2 separate regions of the Sus scrofa genome follow, and region 1 is linked to region 2. The links are chromatin contacts, called in public HiChIP or PLAC-seq maps. All regions are on one chromosome and are shown on one strand. The core of a region is the stretch at or near the end of the contact, and the rest is flanking DNA. Distances in the headings are between cores, read along the strand shown. Region 1 holds the start of MYCBP2 (E3 ubiquitin-protein ligase MYCBP2). Region 2 holds the start of COMMD6 (COMM domain containing 6).

The links. HiChIP or PLAC-seq counts read pairs in DNA pulled down with a chosen protein or histone mark.
Region 1: a contact with region 2 is called in an H3K27ac HiChIP or PLAC-seq map of alveolar macrophages. The contact joins the promoter of MYCBP2 here to the promoter of COMMD6 in region 2. A contact is called at or near these places in 1 of 5 promoter capture datasets (liver) and 1 of 2 datasets of contacts at active chromatin or transcription factors (alveolar macrophages).

Annotation. Positions count from the first base shown.
Region 1 is chr11:49,430,958-49,434,478 of Sscrofa11.1, reverse strand. MYCBP2 (E3 ubiquitin-protein ligase MYCBP2) reads left to right here and starts at 1,614. Exons shown (of 85, transcript XM_021065752.1): 1 at 1,614-2,208. The coding sequence starts at 1,907.
Region 2 is chr11:47,816,952-47,820,880 of Sscrofa11.1, reverse strand. It overlaps COMMD6 (COMM domain containing 6), which reads left to right and starts at 2,338. Exons shown (of 4, transcript NM_001267850.1): 1 at 2,338-2,402; 2 at 2,492-2,503. The coding sequence starts at 2,361.

The DNA.
Region 1 (3,521 bases), core at 365-2,864, 1.6 Mb before region 2:
AGTGCCTTACAGCCACCTCTCTGGCTCTTGCATGGGCCTTTAACTCCTCTAGCCTCTATGTCTTGGCTCACCCCAGGACTGACTGGCGGGGGAGGGGGTCTGGGGGCAGAGAGGTTTCTGTTCAATACAGGTTTGTTAACAGTGCCTAAGCATCAGGACAGGAATTTCCCCCAACAAATACTTACTGGATACCTACCATATGCAAGGTTCTAGACCAGGGGCTAAGGAAGACACAAAGATAAATGAGAAGCTCTGAAGGAGCCTATAAGATAGTTGAGGAAATGAGGCAGTACAAAACCTGTGTAACCGTGCTACTCACATGACGAGAATACTGTGATTTTTCATGCCTGTTCTTTGTTCCCGTCTTCATTATTCCACTTCTACTTATCTTTTTAAAATCAAAATGACATCCATTTATTATTCAAAGCCTCAGATACAATGCACTCCTTTGGCACTCTCTCCTTGCAAAAACTAGAATTTACTTCCCCACTTTTTGTTTGTATTTCTCTAAACAGTGAACAAGGCTTCACTTTTTTTTCCCCCTAGAGAAGGACATTCAAAGATGCTTAAGATCCACTAAGTATTTAAAGGGTACAGCACTGGGATGATAGGACTTAGACAAATGATTTTGTTGGGAGTATAAGATAGGCAAACTCTTCAAATTGAGAGCCAAAAGGATAAAAATAGGAATCAGGATCTTTGGCATATGTATTTCTAGAGCATTTGCTTAGAAGAAGTCAGAATAGCTTGGAACAGGGAACTCAGCAAATATTACATTTTTATAGGTAACAATGATAAGATCTTTGGTAGATTATGACATTTTCAGATGTTACACAGTCACAGTCACAATTATAGTTTCAGATAATATTCAAGAATTATCTTTATAAGTCTGAGCAAAAAAGATAAACCATGAAGTGACCACTGTCAAGAGATAAAAATGCCCTCTTATGGTGAGTGTGGAATCAAAAATGACTATTTTAGAAAAGTATTACTGTGTTAAAGTTTGGCTCTGATATGAATGTTGAGAAGAATTTGGGAATGACTGACTTGTGAATACTCTCATATCTGGGAATTCTACTTTTACAGAAAAAAAAAAAAGCACTAAATTACTACTTGTCCTTTGTAAGTAAAAGCTATTTTAAACAGAAAAATCCTAATGACAAAAAAAAAAAAAAAAAAAAAACCAAGTAAGATCGCCAAGGGGACTTCCAATTCGACTGGCCTCTGTCTTGAATTCTGAGCTCAACCAGCACCAAGTGCAGTACGTCTCCCCGTTGGCAGCACAGACTTTGCAGAAAGGTAGCAGGAATGCCTTGACAGTCATCCTCTGGCGGTGGGCACAGGGCCTCTTTATTTCAGGTCCCAGTTCTCGCACCTGGAGGGAACCCAAACCTGAAGCTGACTAGCCAGAGCTGACAACCTCCGCAGCACTTTCCACACTCTTCCTCAAACTGCTAGTAAAACCTGGAGAAGTGGACTTCTTTTGGATTCTGTGACTCTAAGGCCCCACACCCAAACCCCCGAGGCGGAGGGAGTGGCGGCGCAGAGGGGGTGGGGAGGGCAAGGGGCCGGAGTGACTGAGCATGTGCGAAGAGTGGCGCATGCCCAGTGCGGCCGGCTGCTTCCCATTGCGGGTAGCTCCGGCGGTGGCAGCGGTGGTGGCGGCGGCAGCGGCGGCACCGCCTCCTCCTTCACACTCCTGAGGTGGCGGGGTTAGATGAGCGGCCCCAGTAGCGGCGAGGGCGGCGCGGGAGGGAGGAGGAGGAGGAGGAGGAGGTCGCTGTCTTTGTAGTCTCCCTGCTGCGGGAGCGAGAGGCCCCCGCCGGACTGGTCGTCGTTGGAAAAGGGCTGTGTGTGCGCGCGCGTGTCTGCTTGCCCGGCCCGCGGGGACAAGGCGGCGGCGAGGATGATGATGTGCGCAGCGACTGCCTCTCCTGCCGCCGCCTCCTCGGGGCCCGGCGGGGACGGATTCTTCCCTGCCGCCACCATCTCTTCCTCCCCGGCGCCGGGGGCGCTGTTCATGCCGGTTCCCGAGGGCTCCTTGGCGGCCGCGGGGCTGGGGCTGGGGCTGCCGGCCGCGGACTCCCGGGGTCACTACCAGCTGCTGCTGTCAGGCCGGGCCCTGGCCGACCGCTACCGGAGGATTTACACAGCTGCGCTCAGTGACAGGGACCAGGGGGGCAGCAGCGCTGGACACCCAGCCTCCAGGTGCGTCTCCACACGCCCTTCCTTGCGCCACAAACCGCATGTGCGCCGGTGTGTGTGTGTGTGTGAGTGTGTGTGTGCGCGCGCTCGTGCGTTTGTGTGTCTACGTACGTATTTATTGAGCTGTCTTTCAGCAAGCGCTTGATGCTAGGTGGTAGGAGCTCTTGCTGAGATAGGGTGCGGTGGCAGCAGTTTCTGCTCTAAGTGTGTGTGACTGTCTTTGTGGGGGGCAAGAGAGGGTTGGGAAGGAAGTGTGTGATGCTAGAAAAGCTGGTGGTGCGGGGTGTTTATGACACGTGTATGTATTGTTGGAGGAGGGATGAGTAGAGGGTAATGCACGAGGGGAATTTGCAAGAGTGATGAGGGAAGTGGCGTTTCCAATGTCTCTGCCGCAATGGTATTTGCACGTCTTTCTTCCCCCTCCCCCCCCCCCAAGCCCTTATGACATTCCATCCTCACCTTTCTGCTTCCCCTTTGAAAAAACAAATTTGCCTTTCTTTAAGGGGAGTAGTGGTATCGGTTAAGGATAATGCCATATATATTATATATCTATATAGGATGAGTTTTAGATAATCATGGGGGTTGTAGAATAAGGCATGGCGTTTCAATTTAAGAGATTTATACGAAGGGGATGCAGATGGAGGTTTATGTGGATGTGAAAGGTATCTGATACAGATTTTTAGAGCCGTATTTGGATAACTGGACCACTTGGTCATCTAGAGATGTGGTTGCAGCAGCGCTTGTGTTCTCTTGTCCCATCGGCCATTTCCCTTCATCTTATGTTCTACTTCCTCTGTCACTTTTCAGCTTTAGAGTAGTAGAGGGCGTTTTGTGGGGAAAAGTGGAAACCTAAAGAACTTCAAAATGTGACAGCTGGTGTAGTGATCAGCTGCCACCAACTAGAAAATTTGAGTAGCTCCTAGATCTTTTCCTAGGCTTGGTGCACGTTCAGCTTCCTTGATGATGTTAAATCACTTTCATTTTCTTTTTCTTAAAATATGGGTGTCTTTTTGCTAAGGGCTCTCCTATTGTTTTCCCTTCCATGCCCTTACATGCCACACACCCTGAAGTATGGTGACTGACTTGTTTCACCAGCTTGGCTTTGGCGGTGGTAATTGGGAGTTGGCTTCATCTTTTTTTTTTTTTTTTTTCTCACCCTGTGCAGTACATAGGAAGAGCACAGAATTTTGTACAGTAAGTTACAGAGTTAATTGTATTTATTGAATGTGCAGCTTGTTGGGTAATAACCAGATGCCATTTTCTCTCATTGTGAAAAGGGCTCGGCTGTGAATTAGGTATTTCTGGTTGGCTGATAA
Region 2 (3,929 bases), core at 1,089-3,588:
GCAGTAACCAGACCTATAGCAGTGACAACACTGGATCCTTAACCCAATGAGCCACCAGGGAACTTCAAGGGACATCTTTGCTTTTGTTTCCCCAGCATCTTTTCATCCAAATTTTTTTTCACCTCTCTCACTTAACACCTTTGGCTGTTAGTGACTTTGCCAATGACACAGAGGGCTGTTACCACAGTGTCCTATTTTTCCATCAGACTTCCATAGGAAGGAAATAATTTGATTCACTTGGGGAGTATGTTTCCAAGCTACCTAATATTTTAACCAGATCCAGTAATCTTGAGTCAATGGCTACTTTTTGGCATAGATTCTGAGTGCTACGTTCCAAGCACAGTTCTAGGGACTTTACACACATTAACTATTGTAATTCTCCATCAATCCTATAAAAGTGTTTGTGGTGAACAGAATAGTAAAAGATGCCCCTGGGAATTCCCGTTGTGGCGCAGGAGAAACGAATCTGACTAGTACCCATGAAGACGGGGGTTCAGTCCCTGGCCTCACTAAGTGGGTCAGGGATCTGGCGTTGCCGTGAGCTGTGGTGTAGATCGAAGCTGCAAGCTCAGTTCTGGCATTGCTGTGGCTACGGTGTAGGCAGGCAGCTAGCTGCAGCTCCGATTTGACCCCTAGCCTGGGAACTTTCATATGCTGTGGGTGCGGCCCTAAGGAGAAAAAAAGATGCCTATCCCCTCAAAATTATTATCCCCCTTATTCGATCAAACAGTAATTTAGATACTGCTCTGCGTATGTAATTTAGGTTTCTTCCTGGATTACCTGGGTATGCCCCATCTAAACAGGGAATCTTCTCAAACTTGAGTGGTGAAAGAAAACAGAGGAGAGCTTATGCAGAAGGAGAGGCAGAGTGATTCAAAGTGTGGAGGACATGACCTGGCATTAATGGCTTTGAGGATGTTGGATGGGGGCCGCAAGTCAAGGAATGCAGATTATGTCCAGAAACTGAGAACCTCCATCCAAAAGCCAGCAAGGAAATGTGAACTGTATAGAATTGAGTCAGCTAGCAACTTGAAAGCAGATTCTCCTCCCGATGGGGAAACAATGGGGCCCTGACATTTTACCAGCGTAGTTCTAGATTGAAGATTGAGGCACTGTAACTAAATTTAACAAGTGGTTTTTGATTTGAATCTGGTCGTGACTAGGGCAGGGAACATTTTTAAAGAATATTATTAAGGAGTTCCCGTCGTGGCACAGCGGAAATGAATCTGACTAGGAACCATGAGGTTGTGGGTTCGGTCTCTGGCCTCGCTCAGTGGGTTAAGGACCCGGCATTGCCATGAGCTGTGGTGTAGGTTGCAGACGTGGCTCGGATCCTGTGTTCCTGTGGCTGTGGTGCAGGCTGGCAGCTGTAGCTCCAATTTGACCCCTAGCCTGGGAATCTCCATATGCTGCGGGTGCGGCCCTCAAAAAAGAATATTGTTACAAGGAAATTTGAATTTGGCCCATGTGTTAAATAATAGCATTTTATCAATATTAACTTTTCTGAGTGTGATGGTTGTATTGAGATTATGCAGCAGAATGCCCTTGTTCTCAGAAGATACGTGCTCAAGTACTTAGGGATGATGTGTCATCATTATTGTGTATGCAGCTAGAGTTAAAGTAGATGTGTAAAAATGTCGGTGCATCTAGATGCAGGGTATACGGGTGTTCACATACTCTTTTTTGCAACTTTTCTGAAAAAAATTAAGTTTTTCAAAAGAAAAAGCTGAGGGAAAATCGCTTTGGATACTCTATAGAATGATTTTGAGATGAATAGGAGGAAAGTAGGAAGACCGGATGGGTTCTGCTGCAGTCAGGTTGAGGGCTGGCGCGGCCGCGAAGAAGCACACCCACCCTACCAGTGAAGTGAATCCGAGTGATGCAACCTAATCATGAAACTATAGGTCCACAGGCATCTCCCTTGCAGGACAAACTTCCAGAGGGAAGACTAAGTGGTGGTCCCGCAGCTTTCAAATTTGGCGAGCAGTACCTACTAAGCACGAGTCTGCGCAGCCAGAAATTGGCGCTTGCGCAAAGGGCGCTGTGGGCGGGGGTGAGGAAGAGTCCAAATTGATGAGATTAGTGGGGGTGGCGGAATCCTAAAGATAATCAGTCCTTCTCTTTGCAAGGCATCCGCCAAATTTTGGACCTTTTTTCCATACAGAGTTTTCTTTTTTACTGACCAGCTCTAGAATATCGATGTCTAATTGAGACTAAGGATGAATTACACACGGATCTCTGTTTTTGTCTTCCCCTACGTCTGCTGCGTGCGCCGGCCCTCAAGGGGCGGGAAGAGGAAGCGGAAGTGTCGGTGAACCCGGAGTGCCCACCGCAGGGTGGAAGAAGCCCTCAACCCTGTCATGGAGGGGTCTAGTGAGCCGCAGCTGGACGCTAAGGCCAAGGTAAGACCTGGCCTCGAAGGAGCCAGGGCAGCGGGGCTCCGGAGCAAGAAAAGTAGTTCTATAAATTGTGTTTTCTGCTTCTATTTCAGGTCACCAACCAGGTGAGTGAGTGGCCACCCCGACCAGTCGGCCACCCCGACTTAGTCGGCCTGGGCTGGGCAAGCGGAGGGCGGCTGCGCCTGGCTCTCCGGCCGCATCTGGCAGGTGCGGGACGATGCCACCGTGAGCCGTCGTAGTTCTCCCCCTGTCTAAGGCCTGTGTCTGCGAGCGCGTGACTTTCATCCTGCCATCCAGCCTTGCTCTTGTAAATAGCCACTGCCATTGTAAATGATCTCCCTCTCTCACTCCAGCCTAAAGAATACAGACCAAATATTGTTCTTCCTTGATTAAGCACTGTTGATTCAACACTAGATTTAGAGTATTTTAGAACGTAATATATATAGAGAAGTTAGTAAAATGTACAAAGATAGCACTGCAAACTTTTGCTTAGTTCTATTTTTTTTTAGTTTTTTATTTTACTTTATTACCTTTTAGGGCCCCACGTGCGACATATGGGGTCCAATCCCAGCAGCGGCTGTGACCCACACCACAGCTTGGGGCCGAGCCTAATACTTAACCCACTGAGCGAGACCAGGGATCAAACCCCAATCCTCATGGATACTAGTCACATTCTTTACCGCTGAGCCGCAATGGGAACTCCTTTTTTAGTTTTTAAAAAGGAGTTTGTTGAAGGTGGAGAGTTTATCTCTTTTACTTTTCAGTGTCTGTATGCTTGGAATAAGAATTTGAATTTTTAAGTATATCTTCGGACTATTTCTTTGTTCCAAGTGTTCTTGTCCTTTTTCAGCTAATAAGTTGCTTTTAGCCAAGTAACTTGTAACACTTCCCAGAAGAAGAGTACTAAAACAGTATTTTAAAGACAGGAGTTACCCAGGACACAACAATATAAGAAAGGGCTGAGATAAATAATGAGAACACAGGGGCTGAGAGATGTTCATTAACTGACATCTGTCTTTAGTTGATCTTGATATTGTTTTTGAGGATTTCTGGGAGATAGGAGGAACTCAAGATAGTAATCAACCCTCTGTCTGGCTTTGCTCAGAGTTATTGCTCAATAGCTCTGATTCAATCTCTCAAGTCATCTGTTTACTTGCATTAAGTCATATGTTTATTTGAATAAGATATCCTGGAACTGCATTATACTAGATTATAGGGTTTTAAAAAATGAAATCTTGGGAGTTCCCTTATGGCTCAGCAGGTTAAGGATCTGATTGTAGGGTTTTAAAAAAATGAATCTTGTGAGTTCCCTGGTGGCTGCAGGTGCTCCCTTGGGAGCAGGTTAAGGATCTGATTGTAGGGTTTTAAAAAATGAATCTTGGGAGTTCCCTGGTGGCTTAGCAGGTTAAGGATCTGCTGTCATCACTGCTGTGTCTTGATTTGATTCCTGCTGGGAAATTCTGCATGCCTCAGGTGCGCCCCTGAGGGGGTGCATAGGAGGAGGTGTGTTTAAAACAACACAATTTAGGA